Regions from separate parts of the Sus scrofa genome. Here all the other regions are linked to region 3. Evidence: chromatin contacts called from public HiChIP or PLAC-seq data. All regions are on one chromosome and are shown on one strand. Each heading gives the region's core, a stretch centred on a gene start, on an enhancer-like site or on the middle of the called end of the contact. The rest is flanking DNA. Distances are from core to core; before and after follow the strand shown.

The links. HiChIP or PLAC-seq counts read pairs in DNA pulled down with a chosen protein or histone mark.
Region 1: a contact with region 3 is called in an H3K27ac HiChIP or PLAC-seq map of alveolar macrophages. The contact joins two enhancer-like sites. A contact is called at or near these places in 2 of 2 datasets of contacts at active chromatin or transcription factors (alveolar macrophages and skeletal muscle).
Region 2: a contact with region 3 is called in an H3K27ac HiChIP or PLAC-seq map of alveolar macrophages, with 8 times the contacts expected there. The contact joins two enhancer-like sites. A contact is called at or near these places in 1 of 47 Hi-C or Micro-C datasets (omental adipose tissue) and 2 of 2 datasets of contacts at active chromatin or transcription factors (alveolar macrophages and skeletal muscle).

Annotation. Positions count from the first base shown.
Region 1 is chr13:110,727,269-110,730,673 of Sscrofa11.1, forward strand. The region is part of intron 3 of FNDC3B (fibronectin type III domain-containing protein 3B); the gene reads left to right. Among named protein-coding and RNA genes, the nearest start is that of FNDC3B, 140 kb to the left of the region's middle. Within about 2 kb of position 2,048, at least 38 of the 83 cell types and tissues checked have an H3K27ac peak or open chromatin away from gene starts, as enhancers often do. A contact at or near this core is called in alveolar macrophages, where this site is marked.
Region 2 is chr13:110,698,992-110,702,339 of Sscrofa11.1, forward strand. All of the region lies in intron 3 of FNDC3B (fibronectin type III domain-containing protein 3B), which reads left to right. Among named protein-coding and RNA genes, the nearest start is that of FNDC3B, 110 kb to the left of the region's middle. Within about 2 kb of position 1,625, at least 51 of the 83 cell types and tissues checked have an H3K27ac peak or open chromatin away from gene starts, as enhancers often do. A contact at or near this core is called in alveolar macrophages, where this site is marked.
Region 3 is chr13:110,403,812-110,407,232 of Sscrofa11.1, forward strand. No RefSeq gene overlaps it. Among named protein-coding and RNA genes, the nearest start is that of TMEM212, 8.9 kb to the right of the region's middle. Within about 2 kb of position 1,825, at least 10 of the 83 cell types and tissues checked have an H3K27ac peak or open chromatin away from gene starts, as enhancers often do. A contact at or near this core is called in alveolar macrophages, where this site is marked.

The DNA of each region.
Region 1 (3,405 bases), core at 798-3,297, 320 kb after region 3:
TGATGTTCATACTTCTGCCTTGTGATTAAATATGAATACCATAAATATTCGAATTTGACTAGAAAATTGATTTGTCTTTGGAATGTCTAGTTTTAAAAAAGTTTACTGTACATTTGCTATTCAATAGAGGCCAGTGGACTGTGGAATCTCATAAAAAATAGCAGTTGTGATCAGGGTTAATGTAGGATGTAAGCTTGCAGAAAGTACTTTGAGGCAATTAAAACAGCTCTATTCAAACAACATTCATCCCATAGATACAGGGGGATAGCATGAACTGAAACTCCTGGGTTTTTATGCTGCCTCCTCCCTGCTAACCACATACATACACACATTCCTCAGCTGTAAAGGTTTACCCAGGTGATTTCATCTCCTTGGCCTAACTTTCCTCACCAGTCTGATGAGAAGAGTTAGTGGATGCTTTTACGTTCCACAGTCATCAACTGAAGTTTGTGGTGGCCCCAGCTAACCCCCATTCTGACCTAGTGACTCACGGAGACATTTTTCTTCTTCCTCCTCTCTTCACATTTACACGTTTTGATTGCATTATTGCTTGTACTTAGTGGGGCCGTAGGCAAAGCATGTCATCCTCTGAAGCACATAGAAGTGCGTGTGGACAGGCATGTTGCCCCTGGTTCTGGCCATGCCTCTGCCATCCATTCAGCTGGATGGTGTTTCTGCAAAGTGGACCATGACTCTCCTGGGGGTTTGGTAGAGCAGACTCCTGGCCCTCTTGCAGATCTATTGAGGAGGAATCTCTGGAAGTAAGGCTCTAGACTCTGTATTTTAAGAAGCCTCCAAAGTGATCTTTGGGCTCACTACAAATTGGTAGCCTGAGTGATTTAGTTCTAAGTAGGTATTACAGTCTTTCGATATATCCCATGGTTCTCTGAAGACAGGGTCCGTGCTGTACGTGTACGTGTGTGTATGAATAAAACTTCTCAGAATAAGTTGTGGTCATCTGGTTTGTCTCTTCATGTAACAAATATTTGCATGCTTATTGTATACAAAACCTTGTGTTAGTTGCTGTGGGAATAGAGGCAGAACAGATCTCAGTGACTGATGAGTTACGAGGGACATGGTTTATGGCTGGGTTTATAGCGGGGTGTGGGAATCTCGATGTGCCATTAAGAGAAAAGGGAACACAGGCAGAGTGGGCAGCAGCTTTGGGAGAGGAGATGCCTGTGTAAATGGGAGTCTTTAGAGTGATGATGAAATAAGCCTGAATTTCCACAACTAGTTATGAAACTGGTACCCCTTAAAGATTCATAGTATTGTAGACTATGGGGGAAGGGGAGTCTTTTAGATGCTGTTTCAGTCTCTTCAGAAGCAGGAAAAACTGGTATCATTTGGAGGCTATCTGGTTTAGGTCAGAGGAAAAATATAATGAGGGAAGCCATTATGTTTAAAGATGACCTTTCCTCTCAGACTTGAGAGAGGCTGGTGTTCTTAATAACCTCTAATTGATTTTGAATCTCTAACAGAATGACCCCTAGAAATAAAATTTGAAGTGATGTAGGCATGCTAAGTAGATATGTTCATTTAGTATTTTTAAAACATGCCTTTAGAGCTTGCTCTCCATGGTCAAGGAAAGTGTTGGCATGTCATCTTTAAAGTGCGCCACCAGGCTCCCCTCTTCCTCCTTGGCTAAGGGAGGGGGGCACAGACTGCTGTTCTCACCCACTGAGTGCATTTCCACAGGTAGCCTCATGGTGTTTCCCCAGACTGCTTAATAAATGAAAGTCAACTGTTACTGCTTTTTCCTTACTTTGGCCTGAAGATGATGCAGGGTGGCCTGTTGAGTTTCAGAGGGTCTTAGAATTCTAACCAGAAGTAGTATTAAGTGTGTGTGCCCTTCTCAACAGCAGTGGCCTCAGCACTGAGTTGTTTTTGCAGTTGTGGCTGTGACTTCCCTTCGTTCCCCCAGAATCGGTATGGTACACTGGGAGAAATCCTTTGCCAACAGGACCGGAAGTGACAAGTGAAGGTTGGGCTCAGTGGAGGAGAACAATTCAAGGAGCTGGTGTAGTCACAGGAAGGACAGAGTCAGGAAGAAGCATGAGTCAGCCTGGTGGTTGTCCGTGGTCTTCTCACACCAGCCGCAGCAGATCTGGGGACAAAGATTGAGTCAGAGCTGCCTGGCCGGAGGTCTGGGCAGCGCAGTGGATGTGATATGCCAGACACCAAGAGAACTTCCTGAGGCTTAGAGCTTTCTGGGCTCTTCTTGTTGTGTGGGAACCTATGATGAGCACCATGCTTTTTGCCTCATCCCCTATCCTGAGCCTCAGCCCTGGCAGAGCCCTGGAGGCAGTACTGGGTACATTTTTGCCAGTGGTGCTTTCAGAATAAGTGGTCAGGGTGTGATTTGCATTTGGCATTATCAGCAGTGCTACACCCAAATGCAAATGCTAAGAACCTGTTAAGGACAGAGGACTCTAATATGGAATCTTGAAGAAATTTCTCTACTTTGAGCATAGTATGCATGTTTTTAATGCCAGTGGAAGTAAAAACGCATTGGTAATTTGGAGTGAATTTTAAGGGTTCTTATAGTAGAATCTGTTTAATTTAGTGACAGGATGTAATGAACTTTGAGTACATGAATGAGACATAGAGATGAAGAATTTTACTTGTTTAAAAAAGGGTTAAAAAAGAACTGAGTCTTACACAAAGCTTTCTGCTCCAAAGCCCCACCCCTTTTGCCACACTAGCGGCAGAGAAATTACAGAAAGCTGATTGTGTTGTCTATTTGGCAAGTCAAAGCAAGATACAGCAAGCTAAAAAGATGACTATCCCAGATTGCTTTCACTTTCTGTGACATAAAGGTTCTAAATATAAGAAATAAGAAGCCCCTGGGCAGTTGCTCTTTGGAATTTGTGTGGACAGATCCAGGTCATCCTTGTACTTCTTTGTGCTTTTTAAGAAGTGAGACTTTCTGATTAGGGGGTCAGAATTTCTGTCTGATAGCTCTTAAGTTTGATTTGTTACAAACTTTAAATTTATAATTTCTGATAAAATAGGAAACAAAAATTGCTTTCTTGCTCTCGATTTCATTATCAGAGGTTTACATTAGTCACGTATTAAAACCTTGAATTTCTCCTCTACTTTACAAATACATTAAACAACTCTGATTTTTATTTCATTTTTGCTCTGTTATTAATGCATTTGCTTTAATTAATTATATGTCCAGTATGGTTCTTAAAGAACTTTGTCAGAATGTGTCATTTTTACTGACTTTTGGCTGTTGTTCAAATATAGTAAAGTTATTAATTGGTCTTAATGTTTGCTTTATAAGAAAATGCAATCTAGGAGTTCCCATTGTGGCTCAGCGGAAACGAATCTGACTAGGAACCATGAGGTTGCGGGTTTGATCCCTGGCCTCGCTTAGTGAAAGATCCGGCATTGCTATGA
Region 2 (3,348 bases), core at 375-2,874, 290 kb after region 3:
TGTGGGTCAGACAGTCTTTTTGGTGGTGCTTGTGTGTGTTACTGTCTGCTTCTGTGTGCCTCTTCTCCCGTGACACCTTTCTTCATGCCCTGGGCTACCTCTCCATCTTCACCTCCTTCCTCTCCTTTTTTTTTCTTCTTTTTTTTCTTTTTTCTTTTTTCTTTTTTGTCTTTCTGTCTTTTCTAGGGCCTCACTCGTGGCATATCAAGGAGGTTCCCAGGATAGGGGTCTAATTGGAGCTGTAGCCACCAGCCTATACCAGAGCCACAGCAGTGCCAGATCCGAGCCGCGTCTGTGACCTACACCACAGCTCATGGCAACACCAGATCCTTAACCCACTGAGCGAGGCCAGAGATTGAACCTGCAACCTCAGGGCTCCTAGTCAGATTTATTAACCACTGAGCCATGACGGGAACTCCTTTCCTGTTTCTTTTACTAATGCCCTCCACGGGACTAGATAGTTTCTTTAGCAGACCTGGTATTTTTGGAGAGAAAGATTTGACCTTTGAGCTGTCCACCTAAGGAGACCTTTCTCCAAGAGTGGAGGGGAAAGCCCTCAACTTAGGAAGTTTCTGAGAAAATTCACACTTTTTTCTTTGGGTCTTTTTTTTTTTTTTTTTTTAATTTTTTAGGGCTGCACCTGTGGCTTATGGAGGTTCGTAGGCCAGGGGTCGAATTGGAGCTACAGCTGCCAACTTAGGCCAGAGCCGCAGCAATGTGGGATCCGAGCTGTGTCTGTGACTTACACCACGTGTTATGGCAATGTCGGATCCTTAACTTGCAAGGCAGGGATTGAACCTGTGTCCTCATGGATACTAGTTGGGTTCTTTACCCCTGAGCCATGGTGGGAACTCCACTTTTTTTCTTTTTAAAGGGTCTCTGGTCTAAATCTACAGCAAACTAAGAAACTCCTAGCCCAGCTCTTTTAGCATGTTAAGTTAATCATGTTGGTTTATATGAACAGGATTGATTTTGGACCTTACTAAGCCACCTACATAAAGTATGGTTTTGTCATTTATTCAGTGTATCTCTTTGTGCAGGGTGATTTTTTTGCCTCCTGTCCTAAATCCATCCTGTGAGATACCATGATAACATCTGGTGTGCTTTCTTTGTTTACTGTTTTTATTGTGTGTGTTTAGAAGAAAAAAAGTCCCTTGTGATCACTTTAGTGTGTCAGCTCTTTAGGTCAGGTTTTCCGTCCTGACTCAGTGCATGTCAGGGCTTTGGAGATTGGTGGGTTGGGTGTGCAGAATTTCCTCTGTTGGACCCAGGAGCCAGAAAGCCACGAAGAAGTTTGATTTGGCTCTTGGTAGCCTTTTCCAAATATGAATTTGGATGCAGTACAGTACGTCCTCTAAGAAAATGAGGAGAAGGGAAAACCAGTAACTCTATAACTGGAAATACTTGGGGAACATTTCAAAATGGGGACGCTCTAACCTGTAGTATTTGGAGTCTCCCCTAAGCTTGCGTCTCTGTGGTGTGCAGAGGCCAGTCTTGTTTCTCCGGACTGAGCACTCCCTTCGCTTAGGAAAACCATAGAGCAGCCTCTGTCCTGCGGGTGTTGCACGCTGACTTGCTCCAGACAGTCTTGAATGTGACCTGGCAGCCAGTGCAGTTTCCTGCTGACGTGGCCTCCCACAACTGAGCCGAACAGAGCCGCTCACTGTGCTGAGGGAGGAGCGGCCCAGGGCATGAATCACCAGTGGGATAAGGAACAAATTAAGAGGGGAAAGCGCCTAGCTGTTCAGGTTTCCTTCTAGATATACTTAAAAGACACCTTTTTTTTATAGGAAGGGAGGAGGAGGAAGAAAAACAGGAGTGAAGAATGCCACAAGAATCAAACAGTGATTTTGTTTGGCCATAGGAAGGGTTCTTATCAGCAGGAGTTAACTTCTGGGGTGAGACCCCGTCTGCCGCAGACATCTGAGAGGATGCTTTAGAAGGCCAGACTGGGCTGCAGCCTGCAGCCTGCTCAGGCCACACTCATGCAGAGGTTGGTGGGAGTGCAGGCTCCCAGGCATGTCCTGCAGACAGACATTCCAAAAAGCAAATCAAAAGTTTAGTTTGTGTCTTGGTGGAAAAAGCTCTCTCAACTTGGTAGGAGCTGGAGAAAGGGACTCTTGAGAAACTGTTTCGGAGCCAGTCCTGTTTTGTGGTTTTCCCATCAGTGGTGTCAGCATTCCCTTGGATGCTCAGTATTGGCTAATGTTTCACCCACTGCTTGGTACTTTGAATTTGCGTATTTGAAAAGGTCCAAGTATAGCTCCTTGCTACCTTCCAGTGGGGCCAGAAGTCAATCTGTCATGGAATTTTAGAGTGAGATGGAACTTCAGTTCTGATCTAGACCTCCAGTGGCTTCGTCTGGTTTTTCAGGGTTGCTGTAGAACCTTTTTTTCATTCAATTTTGCCTGGACGTCCTCTATACAAAATAGAGGCCAGTGGAGCTGATTGAGGCACACTTGCTACTCTTTCTTCTGGTAAAGGGTTTTAAAACTTTTCTCCAGACCACCTTGCCCTCCTAGTAGTTGAAAAACCACTGATCTGATCCACCCTTTCCATCTTATAGGTGAGGGAATTTTGCCTCAGGTAGCTCACTTTGTTAGGTAATATTATAATGACTTTGGAAGTGCCTTAGAATAAAAGTTCTTTGATCTGCCTCTTGCTTTTGAGCCTCCATAATCTCTTAGTTATTGTAATAGCCTCACCGCCTCCAGCGCAGCTTTAGGGTAGGCGGTAATGTTGTAGTGCTGCATTGTGTATGTTTGCAGGCTACAGAGCTAGAAATCTTGCAGGAGTACAACCCAGATGGTGTGAGTACAACCCAGATGGAGTCACTATTCTAGGTGTGAGGTGAACTGGGGGGGTGGCAGTAAGACTGAAGATGAAGGGAACCATTTGAAAGGAAGAGCCGTCAGCACTTTTAAGCATGGTTAAGTTTTTAAAGTATGGTTTAAATTACAGAAATTGGATATGGAAAATTAACCAAGAGAACTTAGTCAAAGATGGTTCTCAAATACCCAGCCAAGCAATAGGGAGAATGTGGAGCCCGTCTGAGGACAACTTTCTTCCCTTTCAGCTCTCTGGGCTCTTTAAGCTTCTTAAAAATCCAGCAAGACCCGAGTTCCTGTCGTGGCACAGCGGTTAACGAATCCGACTGGGAACCATGAGGTTGCGGGTTCGGTCCCTGCCCTTGCTCAGTGGGTTAACGATCCGGCGTTGCAGTGAGCTGTGGTGTAGGTTGCAGACGCGGCTCGGATCCCGCGTTGCTGTGGCTCTGGCGTAGGCTGGTGGTGGCTGCAGCTCCAATTTGACCCCTAGCCTGGGAACCTCCATATGCCGCAGGAGCGG
Region 3 (3,421 bases), core at 575-3,074:
AAATGCATATAGTTGGATTCAATAATATTTCCTAGATGTCTTTTCCTATATCAAGAAAGGAGGAAAAAAACAAAATTTCATGGGGTTTGAAATGGACATCTCTGGAGCTCAAAACTTGCATTTGCTGAAATTTGCATTTACTGTGCATAGCCTTGCCTCTGGACCACAGAACATGTGCCCATTTCAATATTTAAAAAAAATGTATTATTAGGAAACATAGAATAATAAAACAAGTAATGAGACCAAAGGGTAGGAATTTGGCTTTTATTTTGCTTTTGGTAGAGAGATTTTGTCTCAATCTTGGAACAAATTTGAACATTGGAGGTGGTTAAGCTATAGGCTGGAAACAATTTTTAAGAAGAGCAGGACTCATATTCACCTCTTTGGAGTTATACAAATGAAATCTGCTTAGAGGATGGAAAGGAATGGAAGAGATTAGAGGATGACATTAAAAGATCCTATAGAACAGATATTTATTAAAAACATTAGTTAATATAGCATTATGAAAAATGAAGGGTAAACATTTCATAATTTCTGTGTGTGTGTGTGTGTGAATGGCAAGCCTATTTTCATAGCTCTTACTATTCTTACGCCTACACACACACATGTAAACTTACCTGTAAATGGTCCCTTATAGACTTGGGTCTGACTAGAGATGGCAGAAACTTCCTTGGCACTTATTAGCATTGGGCCTCTCCTTCCTGCCATTCACTAAACATTGATTTCCAAAATGGATTTTTTCAAAACTTCTTCCCCCTCTCCCTTTTAGAGAAAATAGATAATTTTCTTAACACATAAACACTTCTTACTTCAAGTTTATAAGAACATGGATCAGGAGTTTGACCTATCACTTTCGAAAAACTGCCCATCTTTAACATGGAGTCAGGCAAAAGAAATGCAAAAATAATAGTGGAAACTATTTCACATGATCACTGAGGCTGTAAGGAGTGGGGAAAGGAGAGCCTCCATGAAGAGAGAATTGGTAGAAAAAGTAGAGTTCACTCTGTTTTAAAATATCCTAAGTGAATATGGTATAAAAACCACAAAGCATAGTTTTATCCTCAAAGGATGTAAAGGAAATAGAATCTTTAGGAAAGAATGACTGTGTGCTAGGGAGAGAGTTGAAAAGTATATTTTGCAAGAAAGTCAGACTTCAACTCAGAACTCGGCTTTTTCAGCTTGAGGCCAAGACTATAAAAATTAGAAGAAACCCTTTCTTTAGGACTAGATTGAAGGGTTTATATTATGCATCCCAGCAGCCAGCTTTGCATGACCTGTTTTCTCTCCCTTTACTCTAAACTCTGTAATGGTGATTATAATTTTCCCATTCTGGGCTTAAGGCTGCCACTTTCTTTTGTGCTGAAAACCCAGGACTGTTATTAGCATGGTTGCATGATTGTTGGCCTTACAAATAGTTATTCATAAATACCAAAGTGGAAAAAAAAATCATGTTTAGCAACAATATACTAGACATTGTTTTATTACATATATCCAGTCCAGAAGATTTAAAATTCAGATTAGATCATTATCACATATGTAATGGGTAGAATTTGGAACATCTATGCTGAGGTTTATACCAAGTTGATCTGAGTTGAAAGAACTGAGTAATAATGTTGAAGAGTCACACTTAGCTGAATTTAAACCCTTTAAAACTTAACACATGAATTGAAAATTTGCCCTCTCCCTAAACTATAAACTTCTTGAAGCATGACTGGTCTCTCCCTGTGGTATTATCTTTCAATTTTGAACAACTGAACTAATCTAAGTAATGATTCATCTGTCACTAGAGGGGGTTGAAGCATTTCTGTCCTCTGTTGCCACAGAGCAAGAAAGATTCTAGAAAGTTGTCCTTTCTCCCACTTGGTATGTGTGGGAGTATCAAACCCCAAATAGAGCAGTGCTAAACTTTTTTTTTTCATATTTTGTTTTTCTATAAACAAACTTTATCTGTGGCCTTGTAGCAGACGGTCAGTTCCAGGAAACACACGGCTAACAATGTCATTCCCCTTGTATTGCACGTAATATAAAAACAGAGTTTAAGTAAATATTTGAATTAGGACAATTTGAAAAATTTAACTTTGGAGTAGCCTTTCCCTGGCATGTATTGATCACTTTTTCTAGAGTGGCTCTTTCTAATATGCTATCCCTACACCATTTAAATGAAGCTTGTTCAGTGTAACATATAATATATTAGCAGAGTATAATCCTAGAAACTCAGCATTTGCAGAATGGAACTGCAATTAGGAGATTCAACTCCTGCTGCATATCAAAGAAAAGCTGATCTATAAATAGCAGTAGAGCAACACCTAGTGCTAAGCACAGATATAGCAGAAAGATCTCAGTCACAACCATCTTATTAGGCCTTAGGTTTTATACTGAATGGATAAACAACAAGGTCCTACTCTGTAGCATACGGAACTATATTCAATATTCTATGATAAATCGTAATGGAAAAGAATAGGAAAAAAGAATGTATACCTATTCATAACTGAATCACTTTGCTACACAGCAGAAATTAACACAACATTGAAAATCAACTATACTTCAATAAAATAAATTTTTAAAAAGTTTTAGTTTATGGTTGCAATAGGATGACTCTTTTCCTTGGTATTTTAACCATGGAATTATTCTGTGAAATGACAAGCCTGGACTGGCTGGTCTTTAAGGTTCTTATAGACTCAGTGTGTGATCCTGCAGTTGGGTTATTTTTATGTACTTTTCATTTTCATTGCCCTACATTCTTCTTAGTGAACTTGTCCATTAGATAAAGGAGGCTTGCTTAGGCCTAGCTTTTACCTTTTATGTCAATTAGCTTTGCGTAGATTGTGAGAAAGAAGCAGAAGTGTTTATGTACTTGGACAATGCCATGAGGAAGTTCCAAGAAATGCCCTTTCTCTTCTTTAAAAAAATAGTAAATATATACATATGTACAAACTAGGGTAGGATACCTCCATTGTTGAAAAAGGAAAGTGTGGGCCTTTGTATGAAAAAAATGATCCCACATCTGCTAGTAGTAGGTGGTGTTTATTCTATGCTACTCAATTCCTTATGTCATAAGGACGCACTTCTTTTATTATCCTATCTCAGAAGAGATCACAATATCATCTGTATGGAAATACAAAAAGAGCATAAGTTTTCATAGCCAAATTCTCTGGAGCACAAGTTTTCTATGTCTTTGTTATTTCATTTGTCTATAGACCGGGGAAAATACTTACTATTTATGGAAAGTGGTCAGATAAAGAAATAGATAAAACCTTTGAATATGCAGAGATACATAAAAACCGTTAAATTAGATAGATCACCATGAACATGAACTGCTTTAAAAGCTGGCATCACCAGTGGAGGAAAAATGTGCATGAGAGCTTTCTTTCAGAGGCAGAAGTTCCTGCTGGACTTAAGCAGTTAGTCTGTGATCTTGTGT